Linked DNA regions of Xenopus laevis: region 2 is linked to region 1. Evidence: chromatin contacts called from public Hi-C data. All regions are on one chromosome and are shown on one strand. The core of a region is the stretch at or near the end of the contact, and the rest is flanking DNA. Distances in the headings are between cores, read along the strand shown.

Region 1 (7,050 bases), core at 3,804-6,303:
GGATAGCATTTCATACACTCGATGTAATGTTTTCTGACCACAAAGGGATTTGCCTTTTGCATAAATCCTATTTCAGCACAGATCCAAAGCCATATTATTGGTAGGGCAGATTCTAAACCAATCTGTATGGATCTGTATCTTCCAGTATGATTTGTCTGTCAAATTCATGTCTTGTTAGTAAGTAAATAAGCAAATACCCAGCATGGCAGTCCAATCATTTCTCATTATTTGTGTTATTAGAAAATATAGGAATATTTATTTATTTTCCTATCTGAGAACGTCCTTTATATTCTTTAAAAACAAAACAAATGAAACTTATTAAACATAAACACCTCCAGAGAGCGTTTGATATGCGACAATGTTACAATGTAATATATTTTGCGTTTTTTTGTCACGTCTAACACAAAGCATATTTTTTGTATCTTTCAGACCATTCTGAATTCCATGCATAAGTATCAGCCACGGTTTCATATAGTGAGAGCCAATGATATCCTGAAACTTCCCTACAGCACTTTTAGGACATATGTATTTCCAGAGACAGATTTTATAGCGGTGACTGCTTATCAGAACGATAAGGTAAGGAATTCCTTTCTTCTGTCAGGCCTCTAGCATAGATCTTGGAGAAGGGGCATGAACTCTCTCTGTTTGTCTCTCTCCCTTTCTTTAGATCCCATACACATGTTTATTATTGCCCAATATTTTCAAACAGGGCCTTACTGTACATACTGCCTAGTGGAAGGGGCAATTTTTTAATATCCTGTTATCTACTAGGATTTAATAATGTATACGTTTTATGGCTTGTTGAACAAATTATTGGTCCAATTAACACTTTGCGGTTTTGTTCTATTTTATAAGACACTTAGATTTTATATTTTCGGTTTGGTGCAATATTAGACCCAGGTCCCATACTTTATTGCCATCTTTTAATTCCCAGCTCTTTTAGGATGGTGAGGCTGGACCTAGGTCTTTGTTAATTGGCTCGAGCTGTTTTCCTTGGCGTCTTTTATCTGCATATGCTAACATTCTACTTGAATGTAGGCAGCACCAGAAAGACTCCCCCAGCTTGCATGTGCGCATGCGCATGGTCCCTGCCCCAGCACACACCTTTACCCCTTGCTGCTGATGTTAATTGACAGATCTGTCGGAGGGTCCTGGTGGGCTTGTTCCAATCGTAAACTTTATGGCAAAGAGTCACGATCGATTAAAGAACACTTTAGAGTGTAGGCCAGCCACAAGCTACCAATGTTCATAAGCTGTGCATCCCAAAACAGCCTGGGGCCATTATTAAACTCCACTCTCCCTGATTGAATTTGTCCAGCAGCAAAACAATACACAATGAGCTCATTTGTGAGGCGTCTCTTTATTCACAAATAAACAGGAAAACAAGGACAAAGACAAAAATATATCACAGGTAGCTGGTCACAATTTGAATGTTAAAAAAAATATATATAAAATATATGTTATATATTATATTATTTATAATAAATATATTATTTATTATTTCTGAATTATTTTTACATTTTAGTCAGGCATATGAATGATAGGAAATATAAGTGGATATGGTCTGGATCACGTGGATGCCTTTTGCATGAATAATACCTTTAAATATATTTTAATTCTTTCTGGGAAAGTTTTAACGGACTCTCCTTATCTGATCTCATTGTATATAGATTGGTACATGGGAACTCAATAAAGGTCTCTTAAAAAAAGACAAAAAAAAAAAAATATTTTAGAAAGGAAACAAAACAGGAATTCGTAAATGTTTATGAAATGTAATATGCAGCTTTAAAAAGGAACATATTTCAAAACGATGAATTATTAATTGATGTAATGTCGCCTGCCCCATAATTCAGCCTTATGTGAGAGATAAGAATAGCTTTTAACCAACACAGCAATGTTTAGTCGCCATCTTCCCTCCAGGGGGCTCTGAAAAATAACTTCCTATCATTAAAACTCTATTAATAATTCAGGGCAAACCTCAGCATCATTTTTAATAAAGCATGCGGTGTGTTAAACCTGGGAGACTGCGTGTTCTAATCTGTTGGTAAGGGAGCCTGCCCAGTGTGGGGGATCCAGGGGCAGAATTCTGCTTTATATACATAAAGAACATAGTTAGAATGGAACCTGCCTGTTAACCCTTTCCATTGGTACAACACAGAATAAATATTAGTATTCGTCCACTTGCTTTGCAACCAGACATTGCATTGAGTATTTTAAGGTATTTTTGAGTCCTTACAGGGAAATATGACATTTTTTTGTTAGCTATGATAATAGTGTAAAGCATTGTGGGGAAAGCTGGAGACGAACGACAGGGGGTTGCTGTTTTGTTTTAGTCAGACTGAATTATTTGCCTACTGCGTGCTACTAGCTAGTGCAGGGATAAAGTAAACACACAGACACTGACACTTCCACTCGGATTAACCTGTTTTACAATTGTTAGCGGATCACAATGGGCACACTAACTCATTCATTGTAGGCATCTGAGACAACACCCAGATCCCTGAGACCCAGGGTGGAATGTCTGTCTGCCTGCCTATCTATCCATTTTATCTGTCTGAATTTTATTTGTAAAAAAAAAAAAAACATATTAAATACATTTATAGCGGGGTCTTTATCTTAGACCCAACAGGGCTGGAAAACATGGTTGTCCTCTTATCCAATAGATCAAATCAAGATATGTCAAACGGTTGTATTATTGAAATATTTGTTTATGTATATATATATATTTTTTTCCCTTCTCCTTTAGATCACTCAGCTTAAAATTGATAACAATCCATTTGCTAAAGGATTTAGAGACACTGGGAATGGAAGAAGAGAGAAAAGGTAACTAGATTAGAGGTGCAATCAACTTGGCTACAGGGGGATTAGATCTGATTCATTCTGGGCCACGTTTGTGAGCTATTTACAAATGGCTAGAAATATGGCGCAGCAGGGTTTTTGTATTTTCTAAATTACGATGTAACCTTCTTTCTTGTGGTGGCGGGTATGGGGCTAAATAATTATGCAACGGTGTGTCGCTTTATATCAGCATTTAACCCCTTTTCTCCTGGTTTGTTTGGGAATCAGGAAACAACTGAGCCTGCCATCCCTTCGGATGTATGAAGAGCAGTGCAAAGCAGACAGAGATGGCGCAGAATCAGATGCCTCTTCCTGTGATCCTGCCCCAGGCAGAGACTCTCTACATTCCCCCCTGAGCGCAGAACCCAGCCCTCTCCGGCTGCACCGCAATAATAGAGGTAATTGCGCTGCGTCCTGCAACTCCCAGGATTAGTGTGTCTGAGCCCCTGCACTTTCGTTGGTCTAACTGCATTCTCATTAGTCGCTCACATCCAGCAGTCCCATGGTCATTTTTCCACTGTAGTCGAGCTAGACAAATGTAAGCACAGCTCAAAGTCAGTGTGCTGCTGCTAACCTGAATTCAGGACAAAATTCTGGACTTTCCAGCTTTCCCAATAATTAATGGCAAAATGAACACAGCCAATTTACCTTTAAATACTTTAAGTACTCCCAAGCAGACAACACGTATTACTATTTACTGTATCACTTGCTTTGCATTCATTTTCCATTTTGAATCTGGCCACCATTAAAGTTACATTTAGCTGTTGCCTCTTTTACAGTAATGAGGAGTTGATTCATGAATCTGCAAAGGAAATTCAAATAAAAACACGAAAAAAAAACCTATTAAAAATATTTGTAATATTCGATTATATTCAATATTCTTTGTGTATAATTTCCCTTTTCCCATGGATGTATAATTACCATAATCACATTAATAACAGTTTCTATTAGAACTTGACTACAGTTTCTTCTAAAAGCAGGCTCTCAAATATAATTCTTAGGTGCTGGAATTATTATTATTTTTTTATTTATTTTTCTTACAATTTTTAGTTTTACTTTCTTCAAGCACAATGCAAATAAAAAGCTTAACTCACCTATTGAAATAAATTCCATTGATTTATACCATAAGTATTATTCCATTTTTCACGCTGCACAAATAGTTCTATTCTACACATCAAAGGAGAGAAATGTCTGTTTTCACTCAAGGTTGTATAAAACTAAACAGAGAAGTCAGAGCCCAAAGTCATGTAAATCAATGAACTCCGAATAATAGTATTTTCTTCATGTGTATTCTATCTTTATATTTCCCCACACACAAACAAGCAGTTTATGTTCGTTTTTTTCTATTTGGATTAAACGATAAAGATATCAATCAAGCAGATTGAATGCATCAGTGTAGCTTATTTCCATTCCATAAACACACGTACCATAGAAAGAAATACAATATGGTAAAAGAGAGAAGAGAACAGGGTGCATTAAGTGAGAATCCTGTGTATAGATGTGCTGGAGGTTATACAAAGTTGTAAATATTCAAGGACGCAGTGACAGTGTTCCTAGATGCGAAAGAGGGGGACTGTGATTCTATCACTGCTGATTTACCTCTTTGACTACTCAATCAATTAACCTGCGATTTCTCCTGTGCTGCAGAAGAGAAGTTCGGGGCAGACAGTGACCAGGAGCTGGACAGGCGAGAGATCAGGAGCGCCAGAAGCCATAGCCCAGTTGGCCACCGTAGCCCCCCTAGTAGCCCCAGACTCGAAGACAGGGGCAAAGACAAGAGCACTCCAGAAAAGAAATCCGACTCCCCAGAAAGTCGCAAGGACGGCAGCGACTCTCTATTCAGCAGCATCAGGAGCTTAGAGAAAGACAAGGCGGAGAGCAGGAGGAAAGAGGACTCTAAAAGTGACCCGGAGTGTGGGAGTTTAAGTAAAGAGACCTTTGCCCCCCTGATGGTACAGACTGATAGCCCACCTCACCTGAGCGCTAGCCATCTGCAAAGCCTGGCTCTCTCAGGCCTCCACGGCCAGCAGTTTTTTAACCCCTTGAACGCCGGACAGCCTTTGTTCATTCACCCGGGACAGTTTACAATGGGCCCGGGAGCCTTCTCTGCCATGGGCATGGGACATTTACTAGCCTCAATGACAGGGGCAGGTGCTCTGGATAATGGCAGCCTTTCCTCAGTGCAGGGGGCAACGGGAGCAGCTAATCCTTTCCCATTTCACTTTTCCCAACACATGCTGGCCTCTCAGGTAAGAGTCATATTCTCTAATGACTGCCCTTGTTTTTATAAAATGTTAATGCTTGTGCGTTTGCCCTGACCCACCACAAGATGTCGCTGTTGTTATTAACCTTGCAAATTAAGAAACATATATAGGCGACTTATTACTTTAGCTGCAATGTCAGTAGAATGATTTATAGTCGGATCTGACATTCTCATGCCCATTTGCACAACGGACACAGTTCTACTGAACTCTTTGGCAAACAGGCTGTTTGTAACCTTTTCATTTTCTTCCTGAATGAACCCGATACAGAGTTTCCAATATCTCTGGGAATTTTCTATGTCTCTGAGAAATAGACCCGGTGCTTGCATTAATATGGCATACAGTTTCATAGTGGTCAGATCGTCTGACTGTCCTGCTTGGCTGCCAATATCTGTCGTGTGTCCTGTTCCATAATACTTCTGGGCTTTATATTTGTAACAAAGAAATGGAATCAGCGATGTACAGTTTTTGTACCTTTAATATTTCATTTTGCACGGGAAATACAATGTAATAAACGTATATTCTGTGCAAAACTGTGCTCTTTTTTGTTTTTTACATTGTGAAAGAAAATGCAGTTATAAGCAACTTGCAGTTTTAAAGTTATTTTTAAATGTAACTTGTAAGGAATATTTGACTGGCTATTTACTCCTGGCTGGGATTCTTGCAACAATATAAAAGAAGCCAGCTGATAATGAACTTTAAGGAGAATTGACATTGTCTCAATAGTCAGAACCAGGGAGTAGAAAGGGATAAAGAATTACAACTTTGTGCTGAAATTCTCTTTACAAATAACTATTGACAATTTATTAATGTATGATTTTTTTTTTTTAAAGTTGCTTAGAATAGAATTTTCTTTCAATAACAATTCTTGGAGGTAGAGTGTCCTGGTGAAGTCGATACATGAAAAAAGTTTACAATTAAAATGTTTTATCTGTGGAATGTTATATAGAATGTTGTGCTTTAAAGGATGGATTGGTGTCTATAAACTGTTAATCTTAGGTGTGTGTATTTTTTTATATGTGAAAGCCTTGAGGAGATTATTACCTAGACCTTTAGATGGGAAGTTGAAAGAACGTTGGGCTGGAAATATATTAAAACTGCTTCCCAATTAACTGGAGTACACCAGGCTGCCAGCAGAGGACGCCCCGCTAGACCCTGTTATACTTCGCATAGGCCTTCAATTATATATATATATATATATATATATATATATATATATATATATATATATATATATATATATGTTTTTGTTTATTTAAATATGTAGTTAAAAGTTGCATCATGTAACAGGTACAGGGCATTGCTTATTATAGCGCTGTGTTGAAAAAAATGGGTGCTTATAGGGATTGTTCTTTTATTTACTGATGGACATTGTATGCTGAATATCTCTCTTCTTTATCCCCTAGGGAATACCAATGCCCGCATTTGGAGGGTTGTTTCCTTATCCCTACACTTACATGGCAGCAGCTGCAGCAGCTGCATCGGCGATGCCAGCTACCAGCGCTGCGACTACTATGCCAAGGAACCCTTTCCTCAGCAGCACAAGGCCCCGCCTCCGCTTTAATCCCTACCAAATCCCGGTGGGCATTCCTCCCAGCACTAACCTCTTGACCACTGGCTTGCCTGGCAGCCTCAACCCGGGATCAGAGAGCTCCAAACCTGGCAGTAGCCGGGAGTCCAGTCCAATCCCAGACACTCCTGTGCCCAAAAGGTCCCACTCAAACTCCCTCTCTCCCAAAGCCTCCATGAAGGATTCCATAAATGAGCTGCAGAACATCCAGAGACTCGTCAGTGGGTTGGAGAGTCAGAGGGAAATCTCCCCTGGCAGGGAGACACCAAAGTGACTGGCACCTTTGCCCTTAACCTGAGCCATAAGGGCTTAAAAGCACTGGGATCTTGTACAGCACACTCTATTTATTGAGCAGGAGCAGCAATCAAATGAGAATCTGAG
Region 2 (6,669 bases), core at 831-3,330, 650 kb before region 1:
AAATTATCTTCTATTCCTTTCTGCTGTTTCCATTCTTTTCTATTTTTGTATTCTTTTTTTTTCCCATTTTCCTATTATCTCCATGTTTTTTGTCTCCCATTTTCTTTTTTTTTTTCTTCTTTTTTTTAACACATTTTAAAATGTCTCATCTTATCTCTAATTGATACCTTCACTGGATCCTCTCCTCCCTGATGCTTATTGCAGCCATGCATATTTATTATACACCATAATATAATACCATAGTATAGCCTTTTGACAGTTGCTTATATTATATTTTCCTTTTTCTTTCCATCTTCTAAAAAGCTGGGTCTTAACCTTTCATATATGAGGACTATCTTTTTCCTAATTAAAGTCCGGCTGCTACCAGAACAAGTAAGGAATCCAGAAGAGGGAATTCTGAGACTGTAATATGCAGCAAAAACTTACTTTATTTGCAATGTGAGGCCCTCATTAATTAAAAGTTTCAATATATTAGTAAAATGTGTAAATCTGGACATTTGGGCACTCTATAATTAATTTGATGTGGAGCCCTGTAACATCTAGTTACACATTTGCTCAAAGGGCTCATTCTCAAGTCCACTTGCATGTTGTGACATAAGCATTTGCATTGTAGTAAGTGCTTTTTGCTCCTCGTAGGGTGCAATACATAGAAAAAGTTTTATTGTGCACTACAAATGAATTATCTTGACTGTGAGAGCTCCAAGGATAATTCTAGGGAGCTGTAGTCTGTTTTCCATATAGGAGCACCTTGGTTGGCAATAGGTGTAATATAACCTATATTTAATAGAAACCGTTTGCAAAAGAACTTCTTCTTCCTTAATATTACCCTTTATTTTGAGCCACAAATGCACCTCTTTAGTAACACCTGATGTAGAATCTATGGGACAGTTTTACATAAATGTTTCATAGTGGTGATATCAGGAATTTTATGGCCCTGGGTTTTTTTTTTGACATGTGGTACAGCAAGAAAAAAGGGAATGTGAACTAATAGGGTTACTCTGGGCTCATACAGCTAATACTATGTGTAATTCCATAACAACCATCTGTATACTCAAAATCTGTACAAGGGCCCCATCACGCATGCCAGTCTACAAACTTCCAGATACCTTGTATGTATCTAAACAGTTTAGTGCATTTTTTTTCTAATTTATTTTAAATTTTCTCAGCAAAACATTTTTCATTTACTACACTACTTTAAATATTTATGCCCTTTGTTAAATGCTTAAATATTTCTAAATATTAGGCAATAAAGATGTCAACAGTATAGACCATTCATTACAGGAAAATATCTATTTTCTTGAATTTTTTTTCACAAAATTTGCATGCTGTTTTTACAGTGTAAGTTTCTTAAACACAAACACAAACACAGGTGGCAGTAATATACAAATGATTACCTATGACCTGTGTTGAACAATGAAAGGCAAACAATGGGGGAATATAGCTATGTACACAATAAAACGTTTGTTTTGTCAGAAGTGTTTATTCTAATAGACAAATACAGGGATATCAAACAGACATGTTCATTGCACTCAATCGCAAAACAAAATACTGTTTAGCAAACATAACGAAAAAATTTTGCACTGATGTATTGTATATAGAGTAGACAGGTTTAACCGCACTGTGAACTTTACAAAATATGTTTATATGCAAATTGAAATGGTACTGTGGGAGTATAAAAACCACTTATCACCTTTGATGATTTGTATCATTATCAGGGCCTTTTCAGGCTGTTATGCTGCCCGTCGCGCTTACCTTGCGATCGCAGACAGGGGTCTGAAGGGGGCTGCATCGCTAGAGCAGAGTGCAAAATTGAGCTCTCTGAGCTAGAAAAGCCGAATTTCTGGTTTAATAACCAGAAATTCGGCTCTTAAAAGTAACAGGAGCGGCTTTTTGCTGCCCCTGGTACAGTAACTTCTGGGGAACTGCTGTCTGAGGCAAGGTGCTCACCTTGCCTCATGGCAAAAACGCCCCTGATCATTATCAAGCATGGTTTGCAATTCCAGTGCTTAATGCAATGTGTTTCTTGTGATCTACATTATATTCTCCTATATACAGTTAGTATAGCTTAAGCCTTATTGCTGAGACAATAGCAGCTAAAGTTCCAGGTTTAAAGGCTTGTTCACCTTTAAATTAACTAGTTTGATGTAGAAAGTGATATTCTGAGACAGTTTGCAATTGGTTTTCATTTTTTATTATTTGTGGTTTTTCAGTTACTTAGACTTTTATTCAGCAGCTCTCCAGTTTGGAGTTTCAGTAATCTGGATGCTAGGGTTCAAATTTCCCTAGCAACCATGTATTGATTTGAATAATAGACTGGAATATGAATAGGAGAGGGCCTGAATAGAAAGATGAGTAACACAAAGTAGCAATAACAATACATTTGTAGCTTTACAGAGCATTTGTTTTTTTAGATGAGGTCCATTATCCCCTCCCCATTTGAAAGCTGGAAAAAGTCAGAAGAATACAAATAATTAAAAAACTAAAAATTCAAAAAAGTCAAACCAATTGTCATACCTCCCAACTGTCCCTTTTTCGGAGGGACAGTCCCTCTTTTGACAGCTCAACCCGCAGTCCCTCATTTGTACTGGAAAGTCCCTCTTTTCTCTGCACTGAACAACCAGAAAAAGAAACAAAGTTACTCACTTAATTGGCTTTTAGCAGAGAGCCCAGAACAGCTAACAGGTGCAAATAAGATACTTTGTAACAATTTTGAGACCCAAAAACACAGTTTAGATAAGGAGAAATATTTTCAAACTTTCATAACCTGCCAAATTTTGTAAAACAAACATGGTAATTAGGGGGCGTGGCCACATAAAGGGGTGTGGTCAAAAAATTGCTGCGCTACATGTGGAAAAAAATTTTTTGTCCCTCTTTTTACTTCCAAAATGTTGGGAGGTATGAATTGTTCAGTGCTGTAATACATTTACAGTGATGCATGCAGCTTCTTCATTTATGATCTTACACTAACCAATAAATTCTTTAAAATAAAAGTGGGAAAGAAGAGAATAAAGTACAGCGGTAAATTCAACAAAAGAAACTATTGTGAATATTGTGGTACACAAAGGGTTAATGATGTCATGGCTACTTACAAATGTATAGTGTTGCATATCAGTTAAACGCATATCTTCTAGCAATCCATATTGATATGTGAAAAATAAAGGTATAAAAATTGTGCAACACTCTTTTTCTGAAAAATGCTATGAAAAAGCAATGCCTAAATGGCTACTCGCTGCCCCAGAAGTAACATAAAACATATAGGTGTTCAAAATAACAAAAGTCTATTTCTACTACACATCTGGCTTCTCCCAACCAACATGCAGAATACAAACAAATGTCTAATATCATACCTCCCAGCTGTCCCTTTTTCGGAGGGACAGTCCCTCTTTTGAATGCTCAACCTGCAGTCCCTCATTTGTACTGGAAAGTCCCTATTTTCTCTGCACTGAACAGCCAGAAAAAAAAAAAAGTTTCTAACTTAATTGGCTTTTAGCAGAGAGCACAGAACAGCTAACAGGTGCAAATAAGATACTTTGTAACAATTTTGAGACACAAAAAAACAGTTTAGTTAAGGAGAAATATTTTCAAACTTTCAAAACCTGCCAAATTTTGTAAAATGAACATGGTAATTAGGGATGTGGCCACAGAGAGGGGCATGGCCAAAATAGTTTTGTCCCTCTTTTTACTTCCAAAATGTTAGGAGGTATGTAATATTACCCTCAAACGCGACGTGTTTTGGAACTTGTTTTTAAATGAATTAATACCTATAGCAGCATGGGGAACTTGTGTAGATCATTTCTTTAGGATTAAGAACAGAAATCCTAAGTATGAAAATCAATTAGGAGAGGGATCTGGGTGACCAATCTGTTTGATCCAGCATTTGCTTGTATTCTGCAACTCCTGTAAAGTGTTGGCAGAAGCCAGGTACGTAGTCCAAATAGGCATGTGTTTTTTGGACACCGGGTATTTTGACTGTGCAAGACAAAGTTGCTGCACAGTTTCTACATTTCAATGTAAAAAAAAATCATCCTTCGCCTTAATGCAGTTTATACCGTTCGGACAATTACTTACAAGGGTCAGTGTTTTAATCTGTAGATCTAATAGTTCTAAATTAAAGTTATGTTTTTATTTCTGTTGAGTATCCAGCTCTAAAAGTGAATCTATTTCTGTTGCTGATCTATATCATCCCACTTACCACTAGGGTTTCTAAATTTAGGGTGTTATTTATCAAAGGTCGAGTTGTTTTTTCCATGAAAAATGCAAGTTTTCAAGGGTATTTTTCAGTCAAAAATTGATTTTTCAAGTTTAAAAAAAAACTTTTTCGAGATTTATTATATCCCGAAGCTGGAAATAGCTAGAATCTGAAAATACACCATCTTAAACCATTCAAGGTCATGTAGAAGTCAAGAGCAGAGGTCCCTTGAACCATAACCCCCTAAGTGTTTGAATGACTGGCTGTTTTGGTATTATATCAGTTGTTAATCACTTAGCATTAAATCTATGAGTATTGTACATTAATGATATTAGCTCCCATAAAGTTAAAAAGCTATTATGTAGATCTGAAGGTTAGTGTGTACATGTGAAACAATCTGTATAGCACAGATATTCAATATGTAGAATTCAGTTAGGACTTTGACCTCCAGGATTTCTCAGAAACCTTTGCTTGGGCAGAAAACACCAATCTTCCCACATTCGTTTCACATCAATCTTTATGTCTTTTCACTCCAATAGCTGCATCTTATCTCTAGAAAGTGCATGATAGGTCATGCATAGCTTTAAAAACTGCCTGCCTGTGAAGGAATACTTTCAAAGCTCTCACTACATTTGTACATAGCCACCAAATGTCTACTCATCAACAAAAAGTTAATTCACATATTGTTCCTGCTGTCCAGTACAAGCGTTTTTATTATTTTTCCCAGCTTTTTTTTTCTTGTTGGATGCTAACTGAAAACATATTATTACATAGCACTTATACTTGTTTTTTGTTTAATTTGTAGGGCCCAAATTACACATAGAGCTGTTTTAATTTTTACAATGGCTACTTTAAAAAAATATAAATTAGTTCTAATTTAATCTGAATAATTGCTATATGGAGGGGAGAATAAATTACTTTTGTATCATATCGACTAGAAATTGTTCCAGCTGGATAGGTTTAGCTCTACTGACAACTTATGAATCCAGTTGGTCTAAGAATTGCAGTTGTATGAATGTATAACTTTATTTATATAATGCTACTGGGATACACAGCACTGTACAGTTTTAAAAAAATACACACTGGGAGGACAAGCATTATAAAAATAAATACATAAAATAAAAAGTACAGGAATGGGGTCTATTATTTGGAATGCTCGAGACCTGGGGGCATCTGGATAAGGAATATTTCCATAATCTGGATCACCATACCTAACGGGCCAATTTATCAAAAGTTGAGTTTTAGTTTTTTACACCATTCGCAGAAAAAGTACAAATATACTCAAGAATATGCCGTGGAAACTTATTAAAGAATAAAACCACAAAAAGTTGCTTATTTTCAAGTTGAAATATTCAAATGTTTTAGCCTCATTGAATATGAATGGAGCAATGTGATTTTCTCAGATTTTCACAGTGATATTCTGTTGTGTTTTTTCCTTAAATAAGATAGCATTCAACATTGGGGGTTATTTATCAAAGGTTGAGTTTTAGAGGTTTGTGAGGTTTTTTATACCTCTAATGAACTTACAGCTCTAATGTTTTTTGATTTAAGAAAAAAACTTGAATGGAAAAAACTAGATTCGGTGAATTCTGGTTGAACAACCAGAAAACTCGAATTGGAAAAAACTCAAATTAATCAACTATTCGAGAAAAACCCACAGAAAAAAAGCCCCGAACATCATGAAGGCTACAAACATCTTCAAATGGTTCAAGGGACCTCTGCCATTGACTTCTACATGACCTCAACAGGTTTTAGCTGGAATATTGTCGGATTAAAGCTATTTCCAACTTTGGGGTACAATGAATCCAAAAAACTTCTGTTTTTTTTTAACCCGAAAATTCGAGTTTTGACTGAAAATTACCCTCAAAAATTTAGATTTTTCAGGTTCAAATACAACTCGACCTTTAATAAATCTACCCAGTAGGATTATTTTGCCAACAATCCAATATGGATTTATTCAGCTTTGCTAGGATCAAGTACACGGTACTGTTTTATCCAGGTAAGGTAATCCATACAGAGATTATGGGGCTATTGGGGCTATTGTAGGAGGTCCTTGCCTCCTACAATTTACAGTCTGTGTGGGTGGCACAAATAGATGAGCAAAATGGGAAGATTGTGATTCTATAGTTGGTAAATAAAGGATCACTGAAATGTAGCTATGTTGTGACTATTTTATAAGCCCACAGATATAGCAGCTCTTTATCAGTAAAATGACAGCTCCCTAAAATTGCCCCGCTGCGTCTCTTTTCTGTTCTCTTTGTATGTTACTCTCCTGCTGCAAAAGCCAGAGGCACATGCATATTTATGTCACCGACATCAGCAGTAAATGTTAAATTATTATTCTCTGATGGCCCAGCCACCCCAGACAAATTAAGGGTGGCAGAAGACTTAGGTCCATATTACTTTGGTTAGGTCTCTCTGTCTTTCCACAATAGTTTGAGTAACAATTGAATAATAAATAATGGTAGATTGATCAGCAA

The links. A called contact is a pair of places that touch in the nucleus more often than the background predicts.
Region 2: a contact with region 1 is called in a Hi-C map of the XTC cell line, with 2.7 times the contacts expected there. The contact joins two enhancer-like sites. A contact is called at or near these places in 2 of 4 Hi-C or Micro-C datasets (the XL177 cell line and the XTC cell line).

Annotation. Positions count from the first base shown.
Region 1 is chr2L:95,985,259-95,992,308 of Xenopus_laevis_v10.1, reverse strand. It overlaps tbx2.L (T-box 2 L homeolog), which reads left to right. Exons shown (of 7, transcript NM_001087905.1): 3 at 430-576; 4 at 2,747-2,823; 5 at 3,067-3,236; 6 at 4,486-5,087; 7 at 6,506-7,050. The coding sequence ends at 6,943. Among protein-coding and RNA genes, the nearest start is that of tbx2.L, 8.5 kb to the left of the region's middle. Within about 2 kb of position 5,053, at least 1 of the 7 cell types and tissues checked has an H3K27ac peak or open chromatin away from gene starts, as enhancers often do.
Region 2 is chr2L:96,636,367-96,643,035 of Xenopus_laevis_v10.1, reverse strand. The region is part of intron 6 of bcas3.L (breast carcinoma-amplified sequence 3); the gene reads left to right. Among protein-coding and RNA genes, the nearest start is that of bcas3.L, 28 kb to the left of the region's middle. Within about 2 kb of position 2,080, at least 1 of the 7 cell types and tissues checked has an H3K27ac peak or open chromatin away from gene starts, as enhancers often do.